Regions from separate parts of the Sus scrofa genome. Here region 2 is linked to region 1. Evidence: chromatin contacts called from public Hi-C data. All regions are on one chromosome and are shown on one strand. The core of a region is the stretch at or near the end of the contact, and the rest is flanking DNA. Distances in the headings are between cores, read along the strand shown.

What was found. Hi-C and Micro-C count contacts between places; a contact is called where the count stands out from the background.
Region 2: a Hi-C map of retroperitoneal adipose tissue shows a contact between it and region 1, with 7 times the contacts expected there. The contact joins two enhancer-like sites. A contact is called at or near these places in 5 of 47 Hi-C or Micro-C datasets (liver, mesenteric adipose tissue, omental adipose tissue and 2 more).

Annotation. Positions count from the first base shown.
Region 1 is chr18:5,451,609-5,455,958 of Sscrofa11.1, forward strand. All of the region lies in intron 1 of GALNTL5 (inactive polypeptide N-acetylgalactosaminyltransferase-like protein 5), which reads right to left. Among named protein-coding and RNA genes, the nearest start is that of GALNTL5, 21 kb to the right of the region's middle. Within about 2 kb of position 3,058, at least 7 of the 83 cell types and tissues checked have an H3K27ac peak or open chromatin away from gene starts, as enhancers often do. A contact at or near this core is called in retroperitoneal adipose tissue, where this site is marked.
Region 2 is chr18:19,178,226-19,182,446 of Sscrofa11.1, forward strand. No RefSeq gene overlaps it. Among named protein-coding and RNA genes, the nearest start is that of SMKR1, 20 kb to the right of the region's middle. Within about 2 kb of position 2,161, at least 18 of the 83 cell types and tissues checked have an H3K27ac peak or open chromatin away from gene starts, as enhancers often do. A contact at or near this core is called in retroperitoneal adipose tissue, where this site is marked.

The DNA.
Region 1 (4,350 bases), core at 1,808-4,307:
TGGGGGCTGTCACTGCCTATGAGATGGAGCTGCAGGTGCGTGTAAAAGACTCAGCTTTGAAAAGCATCCTCATCTATCCACACGGCTGATGCAAACCCCAGCATTAATGTTCTTTAAAGATCTGATTCCTGCTCTCATTTCTACTCATCATTTTAGTGATGATTTTTTTTTTCCCACTGAGCCCACTGGCTGAACAGGAAGTAGCTGCCCTCCAGTCATCTAGCCCTGGCTGAATGGCCGCCGGGGCCCTTCCTTCTGCTTTCAGTCCGTGCAGCATTGTGGTCAGGCTTCTGCTGGTGACAGTGCCCATAAGGCAGCTGGGAACTGGGAGGTGGGAGGCCAGCCATGGGGAAATGAGGCGCTGTGGGGTTTTTATTTAGCTTTTATTTTTACCGTAATTGTATGCAAACAGCTTTAAGAGTCAAACCTGTTAAAAAGTTAAATAAAGACTTAAAAATTGGAAAAAAAATCTATCTTGGGAGTTCCTGGTGTGGCTCAGCAGGTTGAGAAACTGACAAGTATCCATGAAGATGTGGGTTCAAACCCTGGCCTCACTCAGTGGGTTGGGGATCCAGTGTTGTCACCAGCTGTGGCATAGGCCACTGATGCGCAGTTTGGATCTGTCATGGCTGTGGCTGTGGCACAGGCCACAGATGTGCAGTTTGGATCTGGCATGGCTGTGGCTGTGGCATAGGCTGGCAGCTACAGCTCCAATTCCACCCCTGGCCTGGGAGCATCCATAAGCTACAGGTGCTGCAAAAAAAAAAAAAAAAAAAAAAAAAAAAAAAAAAAAAAAAAAAAAAAAAGGAGTTCCCTAGCAGAAACAAACCTGCTTAGGAAACATGAGGTTTTGGGTTCACTCCCTGGCCTTGCTCAGTGGGTTGAGGATCCCGTGTTGCCGTGAGCTGTGCTGTAGGTCACAGATGCAACTTGGATCTGGTGTTGCTGTGGCTCTGGTGTAGGCTGGCGGCTACAGCTCCGATTCACCCCCTAGCCTGGGAACCTCCGTATGCCATGTGTGACCCTAAAAAGACAAAAGACAGAAAAAAAAAAGCTATCTTCTCCCAACTTTTTCTCGAGAGCAACTATTTAAAATTGCTTTAAAAACTGATTCTTAGGTATTTGCCTCCATTCTGCACATCTCTGGGGGCTTTTCAAGGTTAGGATGCTCTACTTTTATAACGGATCCAATTCCCAAGGTTGGATATTCAATGATTGCTCCAAGAGAGAAGGATCTGGTGCCAGTTTTTAAAGGGCTAAATATGGAGACCAGCGATCTCGTATTAACAGAGCACTCAACAGTTATCTAAGTGATGGTGGCTCATTACTCAAAGCTTTCATGACAGCTTTCCCTGGAGCAGATCTGAAATATTACAGGCAATTTACGGGAAGTGTGTATTTAAAATTCTTTCTGAAAATGCTTTTTTCTCAGTCTCCTAATACCACTTAGTATCTGTAGTATCTGGCCTGGGAATATGCCTGAGAGACAGGCTTCAAAAAACACCAGCAAAGCAATGAGGGTGGCCTGGGGCTCAGGGGCAGACCCTACTCCCCAACGGTTCTCCACAGTGCAGCTGCAGGCTTGTCAAAATGCAGACCCTTCTGAGAGGCAGGGTGCAGAGCTGATGATGCCTTTTCAGCGGTCCTGCCGCCGTTTAATTTTAAAGGAAGAGCACAGCATGAGTTCCTGCCGGGATGTCCCTTTCACCTGCCTGGGACCCAGATGTTTCCTGTCCTCGCCTTCCTTCCCAGACCCATCATTCATCTTGGAAGGAACTGGAGAAGCAGCTTTAGCCTGTGGAGGTGCTTTGATGACTGCAGCCAGTGGAACCTTCCCGACCACCTTGCTGCATAAATTATGTAAATAACCGCCTGGAGTTTCACTGACCTGCCTGCTCCAGTGGTCCCATTACCACGTTGCTCTCACTGTCACACGGTGTAAATCATGCACCATCTGCTAAAGACACATGACACAGTTTGGGCCCCCAAACCTATATTTATTATTCCCTGGAGGAATTTTAAAAGGACTCATGTCAATTTTTGAAAATTCTGGGAGGGTGATGGATGAGATTCCGTTCACAGCCCTCTGGGAGGTGACGATGGCTTTATTTCGTTTCCGCATATATGACTGCCCTTCACTCACTTCTTCGAGTCTCACACTGAGGTTTTGTTCTTTCTTTTTTTTTTTTCTTTTGCGGCCACACCCACGGCATGTGGAAGTTCCGCAGGCCAGAGATTGGACCTGTGCCACAGCAGTGACCGCAGCCGAAGCAGTAACAATGCCAGATCCTTAACCTGCTGCACCCCCGTGGAACTCTCTGTCCTTTCCTTTATGTACGAGCTGTGCGTCCATTTTTTCCTAATTACATCTTTCTTTCCTTTAGTTTTTCAGCTTGTTATTGTGATTATATGAGAAGAGAATTACTTTTTTTTTTTTAAATCTTTTTAGGGCCACACCCGCAGCATATGGAGGTTCCCAGGTTAGGGGTCTAATTGGAGCTGTAGCCACCAACCTACACCCCAGCGCATGGCAACGCTGGATCCTTAACCCACTGAGCAAGGCCAGGGATCGAACCGGCGTCCTAGCTGGGTTCATTACCACTGAGTCACAACGAGAACTCCTAAGTTTTGAATATTTATCTTCCAGTCACTTTAGGGAATTATCTTACTAGTTTTAAGCATTTTCTGTCAATTTTGTTTTCTAGGTGGGTGATTATTTTATCAAATTCTTGTCTCCTTTTCAATATGTATAATTCTTGGTCCATTCAGAACTCAGTAAGAATACTTCTTGTTCCAACGATTTTGTTAGGTATTTTTTTTTTTTTTGTCATGTTAAGGAAATAACATTTGTTTGTTGTTTCACTATGGATTTTTTTTTTTTATTTGGGGAAGAATGCTGGATTTTGTTCAGATAAAGTCTCTAGAGCTGGACTTTGGGGTCAGGTCCCACTGAGCAAGTAGACAAATCTGATGTTGGTACCTAAGAAGGACAGCTTTTCAAACGTCCAGGAAATGTCAACAGTTTATGGGGACAGCAAGACAGTGTCTTTCCAATTAGATTATTCCAGATAACCCAGAACTATTCCGGTAGGATTAAGGGCGTGCCCCTCAGCCACCACTGCTTCCCTCCATCCTTGCCCTCCCTGTGGGGCCTGTGAGACCTCTCCCAGGCTGCCTGGACTCTGGGCTGGAGGTGGAGTAGAGGCTAGAGGCAAGGGGAGGCCAGAATGTTTCTCCCTCTGGTTCTCTGCCTCCTGGGGTGTCCTTGGAAGAGGCTCCGTGGCCTCCTGGGCTCCACTCTCACTGAACAGCCCTCCTTTGATGGCCGAGCGAGATTCAGATGGCCCTGTTGTGGGGGCTTCTGGTAGCACCTCCTCAAACCATCTCTCCTGCCATTGGATTCCAGCCATGCAGCTCTGTGGGGACCCTGGGGTTTGATGCTCTGTATTAAATTCCCTCTGGCTGAAATCCGGGCGGAGGGCCCTGACTGAGCTGGTCCCCCACAGTCCATGTAGCTGCTAAGGATTCTCACACTGCAGCCCAGGTCCCCGACCTCTGTGCTCGGGTTTCTGGACACACTGCTCTGTCGGATGTGGATGAGTGGGCAGCCCTGAGTCCCAACGCCAGGACCGGCCTGCCTCTCTCCGCCAGAGGACTGGGCAGTGTTGGGAGCCCTCTATCAGGCGCTGCAGCCTGCAGGAGGCTATAGATGGGCCTTTTCGCAAAGCCCCTGGCACAGGGAGGGGTGCCTGGGCTTTGGAACGGGCTGAGGGGGCTACTCTTGCCACAGAAGTCCTATCGATGAGTATGCTGAGCCCTTAAGTTCTTTTCTCAGCATCTTAGCCACTGCAATGGAGGCAAAGCCAGGTCCAGTTTTTCTCTGGGTACCATTCTTTTCCCGCGGTCCCTGATGTTGCCTTCATCTTGCAGGCCATTCCTTTCCGGCTCGGTTCTGCTGGAGGAAGAACAACCACTACAGTGGTTAAGAGCTTGGGTTTAAAACCAGCTCGGCCTCCTATGCGTGCCTTAGTTTTGTCACCTGTAAAATGGGATTGAGAGCGGCAGCAACTCGTCTCGGGGGTCACCAGTCATCAGACAAAACCCAACTCGCCATTTCTTAGCTCCACTGTGTTCGCAGCACCTGCTGTCTGCTTCTGTGCCAGACACCTGCACACACTCACCTCACATAGTTCCCAGCACAGATGTGCAAGGCAGTGCTACGGCCTCGCCCCACAGAGGAGGAAAGCAGGCTTCGATGGTTAAGGAACTTGCCCCAGACCTCGCCCGGTGGGAAAGAGAGCTGCGTGGGCAGTGCCAACAGGCCCTCAAAGTCCTTCCTCCGCAGCCTGC
Region 2 (4,221 bases), core at 911-3,410, about 14 Mb after region 1:
AGGAGAAGGGAAGCTGGAAAAAACCTACCAGGAGACCAACTTTGGTAACACTGCTTTTGAGGGCCAGAACCTGCCCTGGTGGTAGCCACAGGTGGCAGAGGGGGTTCCTAGGATGGGTCATCGCTACGGCTCCAGGACCCTGGGAAGCCAGGGAAGAAGACAGCACAGAGCTCACACTTCCTGGGCTTCTTCTCTTGTTGTTCTTCCTTTGAACAACAACTACAAAAAAACTACTACAGGTGGCCTGATGGTTAGGACTCAGCACTTTCACCATTGCGGCCTGGGTTCAGACCCCAGACTGGGAACTGAGATGCCACATCAAACATGCCATGGCCAAAATAAAAAACAAAAAAGGTTGGAGGATTTTTTGCAATGGAAAAAACCTCACTTTCCTTTTTACATAGGAAAGCAAGAAGCACACAGTCTCAATGCAAATGTAATTTGTGGATTATGAATTTCACTTTGATAAATTTAAACATTAATCAAAATAAATTATTTAAGAAGTCATCTTATTTTAATCATTTCCCTAGAAGCTGGAGGTGCAGAAGAAAATGAGATCAGAGACAGGAAGAGTTTTGAACTGAATTTTGCTTACTCAGGTATCCTCACGGCTTTGGATACCTCTACAGGTGGCTCAGTAAACAAAACCTGAGCGCACGGATGCAGCATTTGAGGATACATTTCTTCTTTAGCTGGAAACTCCTATACCACTTGTTTCTCAGCCTTGTCTCCTTTTTAACTGTTTGTGGGTCCTTTTGACTTATTACCAAAGTAACATACTAATACAATAGTTACTAGTGCTGTCCAGCAAATATTTCTGGTCTTCCTCTGGGGTGCATTGGGCATTGTGTTTCCCCACTCCCTCAAAGGTAGGTGTGGCCATGTGACTTTCTTTGGCCAATAAAGTGAGAGAAGTGACTTGTATCATTTCCAGGGAAAACTTTAAGGGTCCGTGTGCAATTTCCACTTCCTTCTTTCCTTCCTGCTGCCCAGCAACCTGTGACATTTTACTTGGTGGCTGCTGCATAAGTCTGGGTCCCTGAATGAGGATGACATGGGCAGACCCCCAGGCTACCCTCAATGGATACAGAGCCTGAAGGAGAAAGAAAAACCTTTGGGACAGCCCTTCATGAACTGCAGCCTTAATAAGAAACCTTGTTTTAAGCCACTGTGATCAGGAATTTATTTGCTACTGTAGCATAATTAGCTTGTTACAAAAATCCTTCAACAAATGTTTATGTGCCAAGGTGCTGTCGGTATAGCTGGGAACAAGAAAGCGGTCAATAAGCCACCAAGCCCTGCTATCAGAGAGCTACTTTCTAGCAAGGAAGACAACCATTAAACAACGAACTGTACAATTAGCTGTTCAATCGTCAAAGCATGGAGAAGCACAGGGCCCTGAAGACTGTACAACAAAAGACCTAATTTGGCCCCAGGGCAGAGAGACTTCTCCTGGGAGACATAAAGCTTGCACCTAAAGGCTGATGAGGAGTTAGCCGGCTGAAAGGGAGAACAGTGTTCCAGGCAGAGGGAACAGCAGGAGCAAAATCCCTGAGGCAGAAGGGAACTTGAGCAGCAGGGATGCTGAGAACAGAATGGAGAAGTGCTGGGATGCCAGGAGGCCGGGAGGCAGGCAGGGGCCTGGCTTTGGGCCACAGTGGGAAGTTTGGCCTTAACCCAAAACCAGAGGAATGTTCGGAGGAAAAGAGTAAGGTGATCCTAACTGCATTTTTTTTTTCTTTTTCTCTCTCTCTCTCTCTTTTTTTTTTGGCAGAGACGTGCAGCAGCCTGACGCAGGATCAGTTCCCAGACCAGGGATTGAACCCTAGCTGCAGCAGTGAAAGCGCTGAGTCCTAACCACCAGACCACCAGGAACTTCCTTAACTGTATTTTTAAAGAGCAGCAGCCAACTCAGATTTTTTTGTGTGATAAGAAATGTCAGGTATGGAGAAAAATCAATCCTTAGTTGGCCCTGATCCGCAAGACAAAACACAACACAGCCCCCAAACCCAGCAGCGGAGGCTTTGCCTGCATGTGGAGCCTGCCTCCAGGAGCCTCTGGCCACTGCAGGCTTCAAAGCAGGTGGCATCGCCGCGGCTGTCGCAGCTCAGGGACGCAGGCTGCATCCTCCCACCACCAGGGGGCGAAGAGGAGGTGCGCAGCGCGGCGGGGCGCAGACTCGGATTGTGACAGCACGTGGTTACGGTTACGGTGTGCGCTCCGCGGAGGCCTCTGTTCCTCCTTTCTACGTTTACTCTCAACTCCTGTTTATCAAGGAGCCTGAGACCAAGAGGGCCCCCTGTCCAGCAGATCGTGGTCCCTCTTCCCTTCCTCATTCTCCCGGACAGCTGCTGCGTGCAGCTCCCCCCAGACTCCCTTTCTTCCAGGCTCTTGCTCTCCTCCTCCACCTGTGACAGTTCTTTTTCTTCCTTCTACCCCTAAATCAAAGGAGGCTGTTCGCAAGCTTCCTAACTCGGTGCTCCTTTCTTTGCACTACCCTGACGAGCTCTCGGCCCCAACCATGAGCTTGCGTTGGAGTACCTCTAAACCTACAACCCCGACCAATAGCTCTATAGGGAGCCCTGGTCCCTGACTCCTGACTCCCGAATGCCTGCAGGGCATCTCCCTGAATTTTCCATGGCCGCCTGACGTCCCCCAGAGAGAAGGTGTGATTCACTTCGCTCATGTTTTACAGCCAGGTGCCCAACCTTGGTGCAGTCAGGGAGGGTGGGAGAGTAGGGGTGGGAAGGAAGCGGAAGTGGTAGAGAGCATAGCCAAAGTGGGGCACAAGGGGAGAACCAGCGTATAAATAGAGACCACAGGAAGAGGAGAAATAAAACAGATATGGGGAGTTCCCGAAGTGGCTCAAGGGAAACGAATCTGACTAGTATCATGAGGACGCAGGTTCAATCCCTGGCCTTGCTCAGTGGGTTAAGGATCCGGCGTTGTCATGAGCTGTGGTGTAGGTCACAGACGTGGCTCAGATCCCACGTTGTTTGTGGCTGTGGTGTAGACCAGCAGCTACACCTCCGATTGGACCCCTAGCCTGGGAAGCTCCACATGCTGGGGGTGCAGCCCTAGAAAAACAAACAAAAAAAACACAAAAAACAAAAACGAAAACCAGATGTGGAAGCACAGGCTGAGCTAGGAGAGCCAAGAGGGATGGTGTCAAGAAAGCCCAGAGAAAAGAGACTTGAGAAGAAGGGAGTGGATGGCAAACAGGACACTGGCTTTGGCAATTACCAAATTCCATTCATTCAGAGACATATTTTTTTTCACATTTGAACACAATGTATCATATAACCAATGGTACTTCATTGTTAATTTGAGGTGAGCCCCTCCCACCTCATTCTTAGTGGTACATAAAATAATGTTATGGTTTGCAACCTTTTTTATTTTTTTGTCTTTTTTGCCTTCTCTAGGGCCGCACCCACGGCATATGGAGTTCCCAGGCTAGGGGTCTAATCAGAGCTGTAGCCACCCGCCTATGCCAGAGCCACAGCGATGTGGGATCCGAGCCGCGTCTGCAACCTACACCATAGCTCACAGCAACACCGGATCCTTAACCCACTGAGCAAGGCCAGGGATCGAACCTGCAACCTCATGGTTCCTGGTCAGATTCGTTAACCACTGAGCCACAATGGGAACTCCTAGTTTGCAATCTGTAGAATTGTAGAATTAATGCAACAATGACAGTTATCAAGCAATTTCACTGGAGCAGTGGAGGCAGAAGTTGAATGTGATGGATTAAAAGAAGACATTCAACAAAACAACTGCTGCTAGACTTAAAAAAATGTCAACATGGGAGTTTCCATTGCGGCTCAGTGGTAACAAACCTGACTAGGATCCATGAGGACATGGGTTTGATCCCTGGCCTCACTCAGTGGGTTAAGTATCCTGTGTTTCCATGAGCTGTGGAGTAGGCCTACAGCTGCACCTCCAATTTGACCCCTAGCCTAGGAACTTCCATATGCCACACATGTGGCCCTAAAAATGCAAAAAAATTCCCCTGCCCTGCACAGGAGGAAACTGTTTCAGATTAATGGAGACCACAAAAACACAGTGGCTAAACACAATGTGTGATCCTTGATTAAATCACTGGTCAAAAAATAATCTAGCTCACTGGGAAAAAATTCATTAGGAGAAAATGAGTAACAACTATAAAATTATACTGAATTGAAGTCAATTTCTTGACCATGATAATCCTATTGTGGTTATAAA